Regions from separate parts of the Rattus norvegicus genome. Here region 1 is linked to region 2. Evidence: chromatin contacts called from public Hi-C data. All regions are on one chromosome and are shown on one strand. Each heading gives the region's core, a stretch centred on a gene start, on an enhancer-like site or on the middle of the called end of the contact. The rest is flanking DNA. Distances are from core to core; before and after follow the strand shown.

Region 1 (5,248 bases), core at 2,574-5,073, 150 kb before region 2:
GTGAACAGATAGGTCCTATTTGTTGGTTGGGATCCTTGATTGTATAAGAAGGATCTCATCTTTCTCCATCTGCTTCTTGACGAGGCAGCATGAGCAGCTGCTTCAAATTTTTGCTGCCTCAACTTTATCATCATGGTAGACAATAACTTTTAGCCACAGTCAGGTTAAACCCTTTTTCCTGTAAGTTGCCCTTATCAGATACTTTATGATAGTGACAGGGTAAGTTACTTAGACTGCATGCCAAGTAAAAATATCACTTTGACATTAATACATATGCAGCAGCACTTTTTACCCTCTTATTTTCAGTCTACCTCCTTACTACCCTATTCCCCTTAAGAATGTTACCTTTCTTATACATGTAACCCCACACATACACCACTCCCGTTATTAAATTATTTTAAAAAATGGAACTTTTATCCCATGCTAGTGTTGGCACCATAGGGCCACATGACATCTGCGGGGTACCTTCATCTCAGTGGCAACCGGTTCCAGTGTGGCACTATGCCATGTTACCTCTCGCTATCCTCTACCCCCGGCAGTCTCTTGGCCCCCATTGCCAGCTGCCCTCTCCTGCGGCTGGCCTATCATGACTCCCTGTCAAGGACTCTGTCCACACTCCCAGCAACTGCCCCCTGGTAGTTATAGTATAAACTCCCAGCAACCCGTTAAAACAAGACTCAATAAACTGTACTTTAGCAATCAGATATATATGTTAAATTCTCAATACGTCCACACAATAAACTCACAGCCAATTGATAAAGATATAATCCTCCCATAAATTGACCTACAGAAAGCCACCCCTTAAGAAATATTCATAACTGCCTATGGTCATTTAAGACCACCCAGATCTAGGTCGTCCTTCTCTATCTCCATCTTGATTCTCCCTCTCCTTTTCCTCTTCCCTTTCACCTTACAAAAACTTTGTCCCCCACCTTACTTTTTAGTTTCCAGTCATGGGCCTTGACCTAACTTGTGCCAGCCCTCACCTGCATATCAGCATCAACCTTAAACCGCCCACACACACAGTTACCACTAGTATAGCATCAGTATAACCTCTGTACAAATGAATGTCCTTTTCCTTTTTCAGTAAAAACTTGAATGTTTGATTGTATGTGCACTTGTGTCTGTGTTGTTAGATTCAGGGATTCCTCATCTTGGTTGTGACCATGGACTGCCTTGGAATCAACTGAAACCCAAGCTTCTGGGAACTCTTATAAAGTGTTTTTCTTCCTATGGGGTTGCAAACTCCTTCAGCTCCTTCAGTCCTTTCTTTAACTCCTCCATTGGGGTCCTTGTGCTCAGTCCAGTGGTTGGCTGCAAACATCCTCATCTGTATCAGCAAGGCTCTTGCAGACAGAGCCTCTCAGGAGACATTCATATCAGGCTCCTGTCAGCATGCACTTCTTGGCATCAGCAATAGTGACTGGGTTTGGTGGCTACATATGGGATGGATCCTCAGGTGGGGCAGTCTCTGGATGGCCTTTTCTTATGTACCTGCCTGCCCCACTCTTTGTCCCTGTATTTCCTCCCATGAGTATTTTGTTCCCTTTTCTAAGGAGAATTAAAGCATCCACATTTTGATCTTCCTTCTTCTTGAACTTTATATGGTCTATGAATTGTTTCTTGGGTATTCTGAGCTTTTGGGCTAATATCCACTTATCAGTGAGTGCATACCATGTGTGTTCTTTTGTGACTGGGCTGCCTCACTCAGGATGATATTTTCTAGTTCCATCCATTTGCCTAAGAATTTCATGTAGTCATTGTTTTTAATAGCTGAGCAGTACTTCTTCTTTGTCAATAATACACAAAAAAGAGTATTGAAGGAAGAATTTTTGCTTCTCCACTGCTTGCCCTGACTCTCCATCCACTTGTTGCCACCCTTATTAAATCAAAATATTCTGGATTCCCTCATAGACTAAAACAAGCGGCTCCTCAAGTATCTTTAGGAACAGGTTGGAACTACAGAAACAGCTAAATAGGTAGAGTTTGTAGTAGAGTTTGAGGTCAGCCAAGATATATCTATCTTTTCTTGATTGTTGCTTTTGTTATCTCTCCTCTTTTATGTTCCATTGTATTTTTTCCTAGTTCTATGATGACTAATATAATGGAAAATCAGAAACAAGGCTATTGAACATTGTATTTATGAGTATTAAATAATGCATAAAATACTTAGAGAAATTAAGATTGCAAACAAGATGGCCAGGGACAATAAATGAACTAATATGGAAAATTGCTGGTCACACAAGCCTTAAGACATAGTTTTGAACACAAGAATGTGAAAATGTGAAAGATGAATTAAGGCCTGAGGAGTGTTTAAGCAAAGGCAAGTCAGATCTAGATGAAGCTACGTCATTGGGTACCACTTTGTACTTCAGAGTTTTCAGAGAATCTTACAGACTTCTGTTCATCCGATTTATGTAAAGTTCCAAAATGAGGTACAGTAACTAAGGTAAGAAGTATTTCTGAGACTCACTAAAACTAACTTTTATACATGTAGCAGTAATTTTCAACTCCAATAATCCCGAACAAAAAAATCCATATAATTCAGTTATTATATTTATAACTAATAAACCTAGATTGGCCAGAACTAACAATATACTAACTTATTCCCCAGTTCTGAGACCCTTAGTTACTTCAAGTTTCTCCTGGCCAGATTGTTCTGCTCTATCTTTGCTGCTTCTTCCTCCTCTCTTCTCCTGTCCTCTCGCTCTCCCTCTCCCCCTCTCCTGTGCCACCTTTCCTCTCCACTGCCCAATCACAGACTCTTCCCTTTATTGATCAGTAAATGGGGAGACGATTCACGCGAGATCACCTGAGTACATGATCAACTTCTCTTCCAGGTGCCACCCCTCTGCAGGAAGCAAAATTAAACATCAAAAATGAAACAACATCAGGACAACTCACAACACTTACATAAATAGGGAAAAGAACTTACAGATGGAGAGATTGTGAGATAATCTGAGGGTTCTTTACTAATAAACAATAGAGAGGACTTTAAAACTGATCAATGATTTAAATAGTCTATGTTTCTCTTGACTAACCTCCAAAGCAAATGGATTCCAATATTCACATGGAAACTAGTTCCTGCCGTGGCTTCTGGTCTGTGTATGTTTTAGAAGGCCATTGCACATGGCATTCACTCCAGAGTGATGGCTCTTAGACCTTGCTGTGATCTCCTGTAAATAATCCTTGGTTGTTATCTCAAATTCATGGGATTATCTTCTTTGGGAATTTCAGAAGCTTAGCATAACCTCAGTTATAAAACAATCCTGGCAAACATGACATATTGACTGTCAGAACATCAAAAGCCGATTCCTCTGTAGCTTTTGTTAAAGTGTATCACATCTTGCAGTGTCTCTTCCTCTTACCATCCTGGTAACTCAGTACACTGTCAATTATTCACACAGGGTGTCAATACAGGAGAACAAGGCTCACCTGGAGGCAGTTCCCCAAATAGCTGCAAATTCCACGGAAATGAAGTAATTATTAACTTTCCCATTAAAATCCTCTTCCCCTTTAAGCTGGGGCCCAGAAACTGAGGAAAACAAAGCATTCGGCTCGTTAGAACTGGACACTGTTCGAAGGCTCCATGCTACCTAACTAGGTGACACTACATTGCAAAAGATAATAGTGCAGAAATCCAGGATCATTAAGTAGTACAACGCACTCTCCCAGGACTGCTGAAACGCCATCGCACAGATTTGTGGGAAATGTAGTCTGTAACACAGTGACATCACAGTCGGTACTTTGGTAAACAAGAGTTCAGCTTTTAATAAGCATGTGCGGCTCTTTGCCAAAACTGGGCCAGGCTCTGGTCCTGCTGTGCTCTCCCGTTGGATCTCTGACATGGAGGTTGGTCCAGGGTTCAGTTATCCCAGGGGCTGTGAGGGGTGCGTAGGTCTGGAGGGAAAACGCAACAGGATAGAAAGGGGGTGAAGGGGAGCTGATTTGCAGAAGCTTTCTGATCAGGACTGGAGAGAGGGCGCTGCGAGGGGTGGTGGGACTGACCTCTGTGGTAGACTGTAGCTAGCTGACAGAATTCAAGGAATGGAGACGCTTGTAAGGACCTGGATTCCCCGGCAATGCTGCGGGTTGGGTGAAGGTCTTTGCCTGGGCATGGAGCTTCTGGGCGTTCATTTTCCAGCTTGCTGGTGGAAGCATTTGTTCATTAGCTGGGTCACTCTCACGTGGCTGTTACTCTTTTTCTCAGATAGATAAGAGAAGATAAGATAAGAGAAGATCTGGTCCTTTCTGTACTGTACGGAATTCAGGACCACTGAGAAAGATCACCAAACAAAACTAGGAATTAAAAGGGAAAACCAACCAACCAACCAAACAAACAAACAAACAAAACTGCCTTATTTGGAGCTACAACCTCCTTTGCCAGTTTGAGAACTGCTGCAAGGGAAGACAGGGGTTGGAATTCTTCAAGTCACAAAACACAACTGTCTCAACTCGGGATTTTTTGCTTCTTTATATTTTTTGTTTGTTTTCTGAGCAAGCAGCAGTTAAGAGAGATTACAGAAGAAGTAGAAATGCATGTCCCGCTAATATTGTTTGCTGTTTGTTTTTGTTGCTGTGTTGTACAACCAATGCTCAGTTGGAAACCGAGCTGGTTTTTAACCATTGCACATACTCCTGCTTTGAGGTGACAGGACTTGGTAGGTTCCAGGTTCAGAGTCCTGAAGGGGACTCTGTACGTGATGTTTATCCTACTTTCTTTGAAATGAATTGTGAACTTAAAGATGGTTCATTTGGAATAGGAATCCCTCATGAAGACTTTAGTTCCTTACTTTTTTTTTTTTTTCTTTTTTTTTTTCGGAGCTGGGGACCAAACCCAGGACCTTGGGTTTGCTAGGCAAGCGCTCTACCACTGAGCTAAATCCCCAACCCCTAGTTCCTTACTTGAAAGTAGCATGACACCCATGTTTGCTAAAAGGATATTGAGCTGTTTCTCAATGCAGGATTAATTATCAAGAGATAAAAAACTTTTGCCTCGGAGGTTGTAAGCTTAGAGGTTGTCAAACATAGGATTGTAAAACCTGTCACAAGGTGTTAACAATGACACCAGAGGTGCCCTCATTGTAAGATTGCACACATTCTGCCTGTTTCAGTTGGCTAACCCTTGATCATATTCTTCTGCAAATGTACAGTTCTGATTTCTGGATTTTTGTGAACGAGCTGTCTGTCCTGATTGGCTATCCTACTGTTGAACTAAACATCTATGTTACCTAATAAATTCTCTGTG
Region 2 (5,525 bases), core at 2,133-4,632:
TTGAAAACCACAATGCTCAAGTTACGTCCTTAGAGGACATAACTTAAGAACATTCCCGAAGAATATAATTTGGTTTTGTGACCTACTATTCTCTTAAACAATGAAATATCCCAAGTGCCTGCTCCTTCAAAGGCTTCTGTTTTAGGAGGTTTGGAGTGAGATCTAGACATTAGTGAACATTCTGAAACATTTCTGAAACCTTCTGAAAATGTTCCATGGCTACTGGAGAGGTTCTGCACAGTGTTTGGGGTGTGGCTAAGTGTTAAAGTGCTTCTCTCTGTGCAAGGTCCTGGGTTTGACCCCAGACACACCCAGTATGGGGAGGGAGGAGGCAGGGGGGGCAGATCAGAATATTGCTTTGGGGTACAAACTGGAGAATCATTGACATTTCTATATTTTTATAGAGAAATAGTATTTATGTAAAAATAAAGACCCATGCAATTATATTTCAAGATTTTATAAGATATACTCATATATCAAAGTAGTAACTGTATATAGTAAAAATGAAATCGTCAGTTACCCAATAATCCATACCACAGGTGAGCAAAGAAGTCTGTGGGTAGTGTCTTGTTGTGTATTTCTTTCACAAACTTGCGGGCTGTGTCGGGTGGGTCTCCAGTACCCGTGGTAGATACAACCATCACCAGAGGGCCAGTTTCGGTTTTCAGATCATACTACAAAACAAGGATGCAGAAGTACTGCAGATTTGTGATTTAATGCATCGGCAAGGGTAAGACAAAGTAATCAGAGGCAGTGAGCCCCCTTTCCTGTCTTGTATGCTTCCTTCTCATGTTCCTTCTGGCTGAGTTATCGTAAACTCACACTAGTGAGCAGTCCTGTGACCTCACCTCAATCATGCTGCCACGCAGCTCAAAGGAACACTGCCTTCTTAGGTCACTTTTGCTGATGGCACCAGGAGGCTAGGAGAGTTTAATACTTTTCCCTCCACATGACATACTAAGACAAGCCCTGACATACTAAGAAAAGCCCTATCTCTCCCCAGGCTGTTAGTGGATTCTATACTTCAGAAAAACACAAGAAGCATACAGGCCCATTAAGTTATCAGGAGGACATGCTGAACAGCAAGGCAGGAAAATGGGTTGGTTCTACATACATTCATATTACACACACACACACACAAGAAAAGAGAGCAAAGGGGTTTTACAGGGTCAAAGTGAGTTACAAACAAAGATAACAGACACCGAGAACCCAGAATGAAAACCTCAGAACACTCTCAGGCACGGCTGCGTATGCCTTTAATGCTATTATTTAGGAGGCAGAGGCCAGTGGCTCTCTAGAGTTCAAGGCCTGCCTGGTTTACAAAGAGCCCTGTTCTGCTCCAATAAACAAACACATTTTTTAAAAAAGTGAAAGAATACAGGAGCAGCATAAGATATTCCAACAAAGCCAGGCTGCAGTGTAAGCTACTATTCTGGAATCATCATCCATCTGAGCAAAGTCATGTGTGTACTACAAATGAAACCAAGGCAATGACACACTTGAACAGAGGGTTATTTTAAAGGGGAAATTAAGTGCTGCCCTTTGCCATCAGCTGCCTGTCAGAACCAGTTCCTTGTTTCCTTCATGCTCGGAACACTATGAAGGGTACATGGAGACAGCCCATGCTTTTTAACTCTTCCCAGGTTTCTTCTTCTATTGCTCATAAACATAGCCTAGTTTAGGTTCAAAGAATTCATTTTACATTTGGCCTCAGAATCACGATGCATCAAAATTTGGATTTGAACTTTTGTTCCTCCTGCCTCACTGTCCTAAATAACCAGGTTATAGGTATAAACCACTATACCCAGTTTGTATGCAGTGCGATCAACCCAAGGCTCTGTGCACGATGGACAAGCACACTATTAACTGATCTACACCCTGACCCCATTTTACTTTATTTGTGGTACCTGAGTTAACACAGGGCCTACTAATAAGCTGCGGCCAGTCTTCACTGTCGTTTGTGTGCCTACAGATAGGACTTGGGATAACTTTCCACAACAAAGTATGTCACAGCACAGAGTACAGGAAAATGCACAGGAATAGCTGCCCTTACCTTTTCTGACTCACTGACGCAGTGAAGATCTGCGGAAAACCCGTGTGACAGAGCCTGCTCACTTATTTCTTCAGCTATGGCCTTTGCCTGCCCTCGCTGTGTAGCATACAGTAACAAAAACCTTCTCATCACCTCAGGTCATCAGCTGTAACTCCAACAGTGAGACTAAAAACCACAAAGGGAAAAAAGGGATACTGTTTAATGAAGCAGGTAACCCACAGGACACCCACACATAATTTGAAACAGCCTTTTCTCTAAACTTGTTTCTTAGCACTAATTTTAAATGAACCACAATATGTGATAATGAAAGGAGATATATGAAAGTGAGACTTTTGATTGCATGAAATCCACTGCAGATTTCTAACTTCTTTTGGGTCTTGCAAGTGTTCTTAAGTGCATACCTGTAGGGCTGATCTGCCTTATCTGTACTCAGAATGAGGATCATAAGCCTGAATGGTGAAGGGACTAAGCAAAGCTCAAACACAGTGTCCCAGGGCTATTGTTTCTGCGGAAAAATAAAAAAACAAAAAAACAAAAAAACTCCCGTAACTGTAAAATGTTCCCCTAAAACTGGGGAATTCGTGTTTCCTGCTAGATCCTAATCAAAAGTAGTCAGCGTACATGGACTTTACACAGAGACGGTATTTCCAGAGATAACCGAGAGAAAAGTAAAGGGCACAAGGGGGACTGGGATTCCACACTCGGCCATTCCATCCAGTGGCTAACGCTGAATGTTAGACAGTCTGTTATAAAAGTATTTTTTTTCGTGAGTGAACCAACTATAGTTTTTAAGCAGGTGTGGCTTATCTGCTGGGGAGCTAGGGCACAAAAACTTAAAGGTTTGTTATGAAGCATTGCTACAGAGTTGGCAGGACCAACGGATGAGTCGCAACGCGACAAGTGTAGGCTCACACACTTTGGGGGAAAGGTGGCAGAGAAGACTCCTCCCCGCTGCACCCCGTGAGACGCCCCCTCCCCACGGTCCGGGGGACTCAGAGACGTCATTCCCACTGCGCAGGCGCGAGTCCCGGCTCCCCGCCGCATCCGTCACCCTCGCCATCCCCGGCAGAGTACCTCCTGGTGCGAATTCCGCGCGGGTCCCCGTTTTTCTCAGATACCGTCTGGGAACACTGCTCATGCGCGCACCGTACAGCACGCATGCTCTGCACGATCACCAATAGGAATGCTGGAGGACCTGGGCCAATCGCTGAGTGCCGAATGAGGGCGGTGCCTTAGCGCCGCGCACGCGCCAAAATGTCCTACAGGTAAGGGACAGTGCGTGCGGGTGTCCGTGGGGCTTGGAAGTTCTGCGTTGGTCCTGTCCCGGACGTGGCTCGGAGCCGCTCGGTAAGTTCCGCGGGTTTACGCCCCCCCCCCAACTCGCGCTCCAGCGTACTCCGTGGGTTCCGGTCTGGCCTCTCGGCGCCTGCCTCTGCCGTTGCCCTTTCCGCTTGCTTTTCTGTGATTGTTTTAACCAGTGCGTGAGCTTCAGCCCAGCCGCCTCCCTGGCTTCTCAGTGCAGATTGCCATTCTTTGCTCGACTCGTACCTGGAGTTTGAATTTTGCCGGCTGCTTCTCCTCTCACGTAAATATAAACATTGGCTTCTCCTTCCCCCAACACGCAATTCTCGAGATTTAGAGGTAGAATTTAAATTCTAGCTCTTTCTCTCGCTCCCAGCTTCACTGGGCACGGTGGTTTCCCTGTTGCTGCAGTTTCTTATTTGGAAAAGCTTCAACCAGACGAACTGAAGTACTGTAACTTACAGTAAAGACTGGGCAGATCGTGGCAGTGATTAGGAGCCAGCATCTCGCCCTGATATAGTGAGGCCACAGGATGTCAGCCCTATGATTCTTCAGTGCACCTGACAACACTAAGGTGTTCACGGTCCACAGAAAAGAAATTTCAGGATGAGCCAGAGTGAAACTAAGTCAATGAGTGCTGATGAATCAGAAAATAGGATTTTTTGAAAACTGAAGAGACACGTGGGCCTGAAAGCCTGAGTGGTAACTGATGTATATGATTATGGGGTTTTGGGAGCTATTTAATGGGCAACCAACTTTACATGTTAAAGGAGGCATGTGTTGGTGTAGTCTCTTCACTTTGTCCATAGAACGTGGTCCTTGAAGAGGAAAGCTTTATAAAGGTACGTAGTGGTAAAAAAAACATTAATCTGAGATCCTTACATACACCTATGACTCAAGGAGTTTAGATTTAAGGCATAGTTCATTATAAAAAAAAAAAAAAAAACTTTGTGGCACTGCCTAGAAGGGGTATGCATGTCTTATATGGGTGGCCTGGCTAGTTATTGGTGAAACTATTGGGTGTCAGCCAATTAGGTGTGGAGGTCCGGGCCAGGAGAGTGGGCACCCTCCTCCCAGGTTCTCTGTTTCTTAGCTCGATAGGAAAAGTAAGCCTTGGTTTTTAAAACGTTTTAGCAAGGTTCTTGTTTTTTTAATCTTTGTCATGGGATACTCATTCTTTCATAAATGTTGATGTTAAGTCCTCTTAGCATTTGACCTTTTTTTGTTTTATTTTCTTAGGCTAAGTCACGTGTGGTGAACCCTATGGCATGGCGTTCACCCTGCGGAGGGCCTTTTGTCATATGTCTGTTTTTTGGATGCCCGGAGCTGTGGTTGCTCTGAAAATTCACCCTGCCAATAATGTCCAAAAGGCAGTCAGAGATTGCCTCCGTGTTTGGTTCTGCTCCCTACAACCTGATCTGTTCAGGGTCAGATTCTATCATGCATACTGTAAAAGCTTCCACTCAGAAAACGGAAATGACCTTCATCCAGTCGGTGAGCCATGGTTCTCTCAAGCACAGGTATGGAACCAGCCAGAACAGACTCTTAAAAATGAGGATGAAGAGATGCTTTCCAGGAGGCTAAACAGCTTCGCCTCCTTTGAGGAAGTGTTGAGTTTCATCCATACACTGGACACCCTGCCTGTCACTCTGGCATCAGCAGCTCTGCTCAGGATTTGTGAGATAGGGAAAAGAGATGATGAGCAGAGACTACCCAAAGAAGTACTGGAAAACCGCGTCTTCCAGGCTTTGTGCCTTCGCTGTGAGCGGGATCCCTCACATCTGACCAATGCTGTTTTGGTGACCGTTTTGCAGTCTCTGGTTATAGATCCTCAAAGTAGCCTGGTGCTGAGCCTTGTGGCAGAATGCCAGCGCCGGCTGCGAAGAGGCAGTCTGGAAGTCCACCATCTTTGTGTTCTTGGGGAAAGTCTGGCTAGGCTTCAAGGTGCAAGTTGTGAGATCCTGAAACTGGTTATCTGTCAACTGCAAAGTGAAAATTTGGAAACATTTGCTCCAGAGGATATCGTGTCCGTTTATAGGATTCTGCAGGCGTGTCCTGAAGAAGTAGACAAACATCAGACATTTTTAAACACCGTAAACAACTTCTCCCTTTCAATAGTTTCCTACCTGAGCCCTAAATCCATTAGCCATGTTCTTACTGCCTTAGTGGC

What was found. A called contact is a pair of places that touch in the nucleus more often than the background predicts.
Region 1: a contact with region 2 is called in a Hi-C map of liver, with 4 times the contacts expected there. The contact joins the promoter of Zfp874b here to the promoter of Fastkd3 in region 2.

Annotation. Positions count from the first base shown.
Region 1 is chr1:36,841,280-36,846,527 of GRCr8, reverse strand. It overlaps Zfp874b (zinc finger protein 874b), which reads left to right and starts at 3,823. Exons shown (of 4, transcript NM_001346428.2): 1 at 3,823-3,852. The coding sequence starts at 3,847. LOC120099099 (a long non-coding RNA gene) reads right to left here. Exons shown (of 3, transcript XR_005497905.2): 2 at 4,009-5,248; 3 at 3,751-3,900.
Region 2 is chr1:36,693,116-36,698,640 of GRCr8, reverse strand. Fastkd3 (FAST kinase domains 3) reads left to right here and starts at 3,382. Exons shown (of 7, transcript NM_001082574.1): 1 at 3,382-3,400; 2 at 4,595-5,525. The coding sequence starts at 4,624. Mtrr (5-methyltetrahydrofolate-homocysteine methyltransferase reductase) reads right to left here and starts at 3,167. Exons shown (of 13, transcript NM_001039003.1): 1 at 3,128-3,167; 2 at 2,054-2,218. The coding sequence starts at 2,182.